Regions from separate parts of the Ovis aries genome. Here region 1 is linked to region 2. The links are chromatin contacts, called in public Hi-C maps. All regions are on one chromosome and are shown on one strand. Each heading gives the region's core, a stretch centred on a gene start, on an enhancer-like site or on the middle of the called end of the contact. The rest is flanking DNA. Distances are from core to core; before and after follow the strand shown. Region 1 has its middle 12 kb from the start of TDRD9. Region 2 overlaps ZFYVE21 (zinc finger FYVE-type containing 21).

Evidence for each region. Hi-C and Micro-C count contacts between places; a contact is called where the count stands out from the background.
Region 1: a Hi-C map of hypothalamus shows a contact between it and region 2, with 2.3 times the contacts expected there. The contact joins two enhancer-like sites. A contact is called at or near these places in 4 of 16 Hi-C or Micro-C datasets (blood, hypothalamus, muscle and 1 more).

What each region holds. Positions count from the first base shown.
Region 1 is chr18:66,186,877-66,190,527 of ARS-UI_Ramb_v3.0, reverse strand. No RefSeq gene overlaps it. Among named protein-coding and RNA genes, the nearest start is that of TDRD9, 12 kb to the left of the region's middle. Within about 2 kb of position 1,432, at least 15 of the 54 cell types and tissues checked have an H3K27ac peak or open chromatin away from gene starts, as enhancers often do.
Region 2 is chr18:66,053,544-66,057,326 of ARS-UI_Ramb_v3.0, reverse strand. It overlaps ZFYVE21 (zinc finger FYVE-type containing 21), which reads right to left. Exons shown (of 7, transcript XM_027957458.3): 2 at 2,342-2,392; 3 at 2,047-2,215; 4 at 1,610-1,685; 5 at 1,432-1,529; 6 at 1-50. Among named protein-coding and RNA genes, the nearest start is that of ZFYVE21, 7.6 kb to the right of the region's middle. Within about 2 kb of position 2,171, at least 11 of the 54 cell types and tissues checked have an H3K27ac peak or open chromatin away from gene starts, as enhancers often do.

The DNA.
Region 1 (3,651 bases), core at 183-2,682, 130 kb before region 2:
AGGTTTTGTCCAGAAGTCACTTATAAGGCAAGATACATAATAAAAAAAATCTCTTTTAGCTTGACTGATACAAATGAACGCTGCATGGTGTTTTTCTCCGTCTAAGACAGTTACCAATACCCCTAGAGTTGCATTCAAAAAGTAGGTCCTGCCGCAGTCGGCGCAGGGTAGCAGTGCGGTGGCCGTGTCTCCCTGTGGAGTAGACTGGGGCCCGGGGCTCGGGCTGGTCTCCGGGCGCCTTCCCTTCTCCGAAGGGCAGTGGCCGTCCCTGCTTGTCATTGGTTCTCCAGCACTGGTGTCAACTCAGGCCCATGGATGGTGCCTGAGAAACGGCTGCCGCTTCCAAATGGGGTCTCTGAGCCTTGGTTTCTGTTGTAAAACGGGGATAAAACCCACTTTTCAGCCTTGCTGGCTCTGACAGGGCACTGGCGTGAAAGTGTTGTACAGTCCCAGAGGGCCTTGGCGTTGAAGCTGGGTGCAGGGTTCCATTCTCTTGCCAGAATAGCATTTTCTCCGATAACTGCCTCCAGAGGATGAGTCAGCTCTGCAGTTCAGAAGGACCTCATTTTAAAATTTGCTCATCTGGGCCATCTGTTCCGAGATGGCATCCCCTGGAGGGCTGTCAGCAGGGATGAGCAGGCCCAGCATTTCCAGCTTCCTTCAATGTAAGAAGAAGCCTGAGAACTTGTGTTTCTCACAGGTTCCCAGGACCACACTTTGAGAACTGCGGATCATACAAAAAACGCACCCACCCAGAGCCCCTAAGGCCCAGTCCACCAGTGTTCACCCACGTTCCCACGGTGCTGCCCGTGAGCACAGTCAGTCCTGAGACCCGAGCAAGGTGGGGCTGTAGTCCCGTGTTACAGAGGAGCCTGAGGCTGAGAGATGGGCAGTGATGTGCCAGGGGTTGGGTAGCCAGGGCTGGGACCAGGACTTGGACTCCGAGAAGCCGAGCTCTGTCCGGAGAAGGAGAAGGTGAGGCCCGGGAACAGGCCCTGGCGTCCGCAGAGGTGTTGCTGTGGGGACCCTGGGGGCAGGCCCCCTCTGCCGCGAGCCGGTCCCCGTGGTGACAGTCATGGGGGAGCAGTCTGCAACAGATGCTCGCTGCTCACCTAGGGCCTGTGCAGAAAATGAGGCGAGGGGCTGCTGGGACCGTGGGAGCGGGCCCTGTGGCTCGTGAGTGCTGTGCAGAGGAGCGGCCCACCCCGGGGTACACCAGCCGGTCTCTGTTCTGTTTACTTCCTGAGTTCGTTACAGTGACCAGGAATTGAACCCTCAGCCCCTGCATCGGAAGGTGCAGTCTACCCGCTGGACCAGCAGGGAAGTGCCGCCGGCTGGTTTCCTGGCCCTGCCTCCTGAGTGGGGTAGGTGGCCGAGGGAAGCGCTTGTGTTGCCCTCTTGCTGTTTCGCCCATGGCAGCCTGTAGGGGGAGCTGGTGTTCGCTGCCAGCCCGGCATCGCCAGGCTTCCTGTGGGCGCTGAGCACGGAGCTGGGCCGGCCGGGGGCGGTGCTGGGGGCGGGGAGGGGCCCTCCACCGGGGAGGGGCGCGTTCAGAGCAGCCCTCAGGAGGTGCCGACCAGAGAGGCCTGGAGCCAGCTGGGAGCGAGAGCAGCCAGTTTCTTTTTCAGACGGTGCCACAAGGGGGCCCTTTACCCTGAAGTCTGCCTGCCGCCCGTCCTGGCCTAGTACTCTGCTCCTCACCCTGAACCGGTTGGGGGGGAGGGGGGATCCTGAGACAGGTGGGGGAGAACACAGCTCCAGCATCTAAAGGGCTACCTTTGAACAATGTGTTTCAGCCTCAAAGAAGCTTCTGGGAGGAGGCACATGTCTCCTGTCATTGTATATCGCAGGGGTACCTGCACCCCAGTCAAGCTGTAAAGCAGCTGTAAGGTGACTGATCCTAAATTCCAGATTATGTGAAGGGCGCTAACTCAACCTCTTTCCACCTGGTATCTCATGGAGGACCAGGTGTTAGCATCAGGCACTCAATGAAAGCAAAAGCTTGTACTTTGAGAAGATAAAATGGACAAACCGTTTAGGTGGACTGGTGAAGAGAAAAAAGAAATAGTGTCAAGAAAGAGGGAGATGCCGTTACTATAGATTCTAAGACCCTGAAGGGATGAGGACTTCCCTGGTGGCCCAGTGGATAGGAGCCACCCCTGGCCCAGGAAGGTCCTGTGCGCTGCTGGGCAATGGAGCCCTTGGGACGCCACAGCGGGGCCTGTGCCCTAGAGCCCGCGCCGCAACTGCTGAAGCCAGCACAGCGAACAGCCCAGCATCCCAACAAAAGCAGCCCCACTCGGCCACAACTCCAGGGACCCCACGCACAGCAACGAAGACCCAGCCTAGCCGATAAGCAAGCAAGGGAACATCACAAAAGACCAGAAGATTCTACAGGGTGCATGAAGTAGACAAGTTCCTTGTAAGATACAAACCACTAAAGCTCACTCCAGAAGAAATGGGAATATGAATAGCACTCTCTCTCTCTTTTTTTTTTTTTAGCACTCTCTCTCTTAAAGAAGTTTAATCTGTAGCTGAAAACTCTGGAAACTCCAGGCTCAGATGGCATCCCTGGTGAGTCACACCAAATTTTGAAGAATGATGTAATAACCAATTGTACACAAATTCTTGCTTAACAGAACAGGGGGAAGCACTCCCCGCTCATTCTGTGAGATCAGCACCAGCTGCTCTCAAGGGATGAGAAGCAGAGAGACGTTAAAAACTGCAGACCAGTGTTCCCGCTTGAATGTAGATGCCGAAGTCTTCCGACAAAATTGTAGCAAATTAAATCCCATCAAAAGTAAAAAGAATAATCATGACCAATGTTTGAAATTTTAAGAGGTTTAAGATTCAAAACTAAACAGGACATGTAGGAATTCCCAGGTAGCTCAGCTGGTAAAGAATCTACGTGCAATGCAGGAGACCCTGATTCGATTCCTAGGCTGGGAAGTTCCAAGAAACCCTGACTAGGATTAGGCTTAAGGTTATGCTAGCAGATCCCCCAAGAGAAGAATCTGGCAAACAGCAGAGAACCTACTGATTCTTAAGAACAAAGACAGCACGACCTTCAGCTGACTGCTAGCCTGGCTCCAACACTTTTCTCGAGGGAGTAGGAATCACTGGCATGCTCCTTAATAGGCACGCTGACCTATATATTTTAATACATGTTACAACGCCAAAACTAAAATAGTAGTAGTGAGGGAGTGGTGGAGTGGGAGGTTGAGGTCTGCAGATGTAATTAGACTGTATATGGAAATTAACATTGTAAATCATCTATACATCAATTGAATTAGTAGTTGTTTCTTAGGGCAGTATGCTGTTATGTGTAGGAGAAATAAGGTGTTCTTTGCTTAACTAAGGAAAAAACATAGCTCGTCGTATTACAATGACAAGGAAAAACAATATGATCATCTCAAGAGATGACAAGAGAATTAGGGTTAAGCGTCCATTCATGTGAAGTTTCTCATCTAAGCAAGGGTAGAGAGTGACATCCACCACGTAAGTGCGTGTGTGAGCACTTCCAGCGAAGGCCATCCTCAGTGGAGAGGCTGACTGCTTCCCCTTTATGACTCTGGGAAGATGGGGTTGTCCGCCCTCACCACTCCTGCGCAGTGTCGTGCTGAAAGTACAGGCCCTTCCAGCCGAGCAAGA
Region 2 (3,783 bases), core at 922-3,421:
CCCCGGGGTCGTGTACTGCAGGGTCATGCCTGTGGCCCTCGCGTTGCCTCCTGGAGTGGGAACAAGGTAAGGATGCCCCGAGCGGCCTTGAACACCAGGGTGTCAGCAGCCCCAAAGCAGCGGCCCGGGCGCCCCTCCCTGGCCCTGGTGCTGGCCTCTCAGGGGGCCTGTGTCAGGGCAGCGGCTGCCTGGTGGCCGACCCTGAGCTCACAGGGTGGGCAGGAGCCCGGGTCAAACACTCGCACCCCATGGCTAAGACCCTGCGCCAGGCTACACCTGCCTGTCGTGCTGGCCTCACACCCACCCCACCGCTGGGCGCCAGGGTCAAAGTGGAGGAGCCAGGCCACCGCAGGACACGAGCTCCTGGACGGCTGTCTTTGGGGGACCGCCTGACGCCAGTCCCCGCAGCTCAGAACCCAGCCCGAAGTGCCATGCCTCCAAGGCTTTCACAAGCCGCGGTCCCAGCTGTGTCAGCCGGCTTACCCCGGCCTGGGCTCTCTGAAGGGGCGCCACCCTCACCCCCACCCCCGCTCTGGGGCAGCCCCCTGCCTTCTGCCCACCACCTGCTCCTGGAAGGGGGCTTTCCCGATTCCTGGGACTGTTGAATTTTGAGAGCCTGTAGCCGGCAGGGCTGAATCGACGTTCAGCCCGACCCTGGACAGAAAATGGGCGACCCTGCTGCGGACAGCGCAGGCGCGGGGACCCTCCCTGCCCTCCCCCGCCCCGCGCACCTCCGCTCCGGAACACGGTTCTGGGCACGGACTGACCGGTTCCAGGAAACCGGGCAGAGCAGGGCTCCCTGCGCCCCCGGAGCCGCCACAAGGGGGCGCGGCGCCAGCAGCCCCGGCCCCGGCCCCGGGGAAGCCCGCCCCCCAAGCGGCCGCCACCCGCTCCCGTTCCTCCCCAGGCCGGGCCCGGCGGACACTGGCCGCGGAGCAGGGCTCCCCCTCAGGAGAGGACGGCCGAGCCCAGGGACAGACGGCTTCACGGTTTGGCCGCCTCAGGCCCGAGTGTGTCACGGGGAGCCCCCCTCCCCGCCCCGCAGACACGCTGACCTTCGGCGGCGGGCCGGCTGGCGGGGAGGCTGGTGTGAGAGAGACTGTCTACGTCCGGCAGGCAGGCAGAAGAGGACAGCAAGGCCGGTCAGAAATCAGAGAGAGGGCTCGGGTCAGCCTCCGCGCTCGGACCCGAGGCCCAGGAGTGGGGTTCAGGGCAGAGGGCCGGGCCGGGCCGAGCTCCCCGAGGAGGCCCGTCTCCGCAGACCCTGGGGGGCGGCGGCGATGGGAGCCCCACTGCAGGCCCTGGGGAGCCAGGTGATGCCAGCCACGAGGGACGGGACGGAAGAGCGCGGAGCGCACGTCCAGGGAACCTCCTCTCGGCCTCACACGCCCGCGAGCGGAGCCCCGGAGCCCCCGGGCCCGCGGCGCCTACCTCCGGGAGGGAGGCCCTCCGTGAGCATCTGCACGGCGGCGATGCGCGCCACCTCCACCTCGCGGTGATCGTCCCCGTCCCCGTCCAGAAGCAGGAACCTGCAACAGACAGAGGCGTCCGTGCCACGGCCCTCCGAGGCTCCGGGCGCCCAGTGCCAGGCGGAAGCGCCCGCCCTCACCTCTGGTTGCTGGAAAGACGGCAGACCATCGTGTCCGGCTTCTCGGAGTTACCGAAAGTCACGAGGAAGGTGGCGCCTGCGGAGGGGACCAGACGTGAGCACGCGGCAGCTCCCGCGCCGCCCTCTCCAGGCCAGGGACACGCGCAGAGGACAGAAAGGAGCGAGGCGGCGGCGGGAAGGGTGTGACGGGGTCGGGGTGCAACGCCGGAGGCCAGAAGCGCCGCCTGGGGCTCCCCCAGGCCCGGATCGCAGGGCGCAGACCCGCCCCCAGGGAACCCCCAGGGCAGCCCGGCCCGCTGCTGCCAGGCGGGCCTGCGGGCGGGGGGTCGGGGAGAGGGCTGCCAGGTCCTGGGGGCTCCGCCCGCCCGGAGCCCCGAGGCGGCTGGGACCACACCCGGCGGAGTCCCACCCACCGACCCCGCCCGCCCGGCGCTCACCGCTCAGCAGCAGCTTGAGCTGCCGGTCGTAGAAGTCGGCCTCGCGCCGCGACACCGGCGCGCACCCGGCGCACTGCCGCACCGGGTCCACGAAGCACATGCGCCGCAGCGCCACCTTCTGGCCGCAGCACTTGTCGCAGAAGCACTTCCCGCACCGGCGGCAGTGGTGCTGGGGACGCGGGCACCGGCGTGAGCACCCCGCAGACAGACCGCGGGCACCAGCGGCCGCCGCAACGCCTCCAGGGACCCCCCCACACACCGCACCGGGGCCGCCCTCCTGCCCCGCCCAGCTCACCTTCCTGGTGAGAAAGTCAAACTTGGTGTCACACTGCATGCATCTCGGGCACTAGGAGACAAGGGGACAGGGGTCAGGCCGCGCGGCCCGGCCGGCCGCCCGCACCCAGGGCCGGCCAGGAGACACCGCAGCGGCGCGGCGGCCAGCCGGCGGAGGTGGTGCCAGGCCCAGCCGCCCAGGGCTCGGGAGGGGAGCCTGGGGACAGTGCTCCCGGGACCGGCCTGGAGACGGCCACGTCGTCACCCAGCCACAACCACAGGAGCGCCCAGACGGGTCGCCTGGCAGTGGGGACGGGCTGCCCCCACGTGGCAAGGCCCGGCCTCTGCAGTGGGAAAGCCGCTCACTCCAAAGATGGGGGACGGGAAATGCCGCCACCGGGCAGGGGGCCAGGCGCCCTGACCGTGTGACCCTCGCCTAACCCGCCCCCCGTGGGTCCTGGCCAGCAGGACCAACCCTGCCGTCCTCTGCCGGCTTCACTCGGGGCAGCCAGAACCCAGGCGGGCTCTGCTCCTGCTCCCAAGACAGGGCTTGACCGTGACACCCGCACCCCTCCCCCCAGACCCAACTCAGGGCCGCCGGCCCACCATTCCCAGTCGGCCTTCTCCAGGGGTGGGTGGTAGGCAAGGCCAGTCTGCAGATGCCCCCTGCCACAGGCTGCCAGGACCCTGCGCTGAGCGCCCGACTAAGCTTTACGTGATCCCGTGATGTTTTCTTGTTTTCTCTTTGTTCTTCAGCGGCTTTCCCGGGACACAGGGCCTGGCCCTCCAGAATCACCCGCAGAGTGCCCACCTCGGGCACGAGCTGGCGAATCCCAGGGCTGCTGCCCCCACCAGCCCCGCCACTGCCTCTCCCCGTCACTTCTGGAACCTTCTGTGTTTGGCACTCAGGCCTCCACCTGGGGCAGGGCCTCTGTGTGCCACACTCTCCCATGACCTCACACATCCGCCCGCCGCAGAGTCCGCGGGATGAGGGTGCAGTCGTGGAGGCTGACCCTGCTCCCCCCTTGCCAGGAGGCTCATGTCTGAGCAACTGAGAGAGCAAGTTCTAAACTAAGACCACAGCAGAAGGTAAAATACACTCCCTGAAAAATATTAGTGAGCTAGACATTTTGTATTAGTCTAAATAAACCAATGAGGTTATTCAGAAAACAGATTTTTAAATAAGGTAATTTTCCTACGGATTATATAAGAGAAAAGAAGCTTTTAAAATTATGAAGAGAATGATTTGACATGAAAATAAAGTTAAATGAATAAGAGTAGCGGATGAAGACATGAGTCAAGAATTCATACCTGGTCTGAGACCAGCTACACCGAAAGGAGACGCCAGCCCAGGCTGGGGCCCAGCTCTGCGGCCTGAGCAGCTGACTGGACCCAGAGGAGAGGCCCCGGGGTGGGGGACCGCCATCCGAGGAGACGTCCGAAAACCAGGGACCAGCAGCCTGC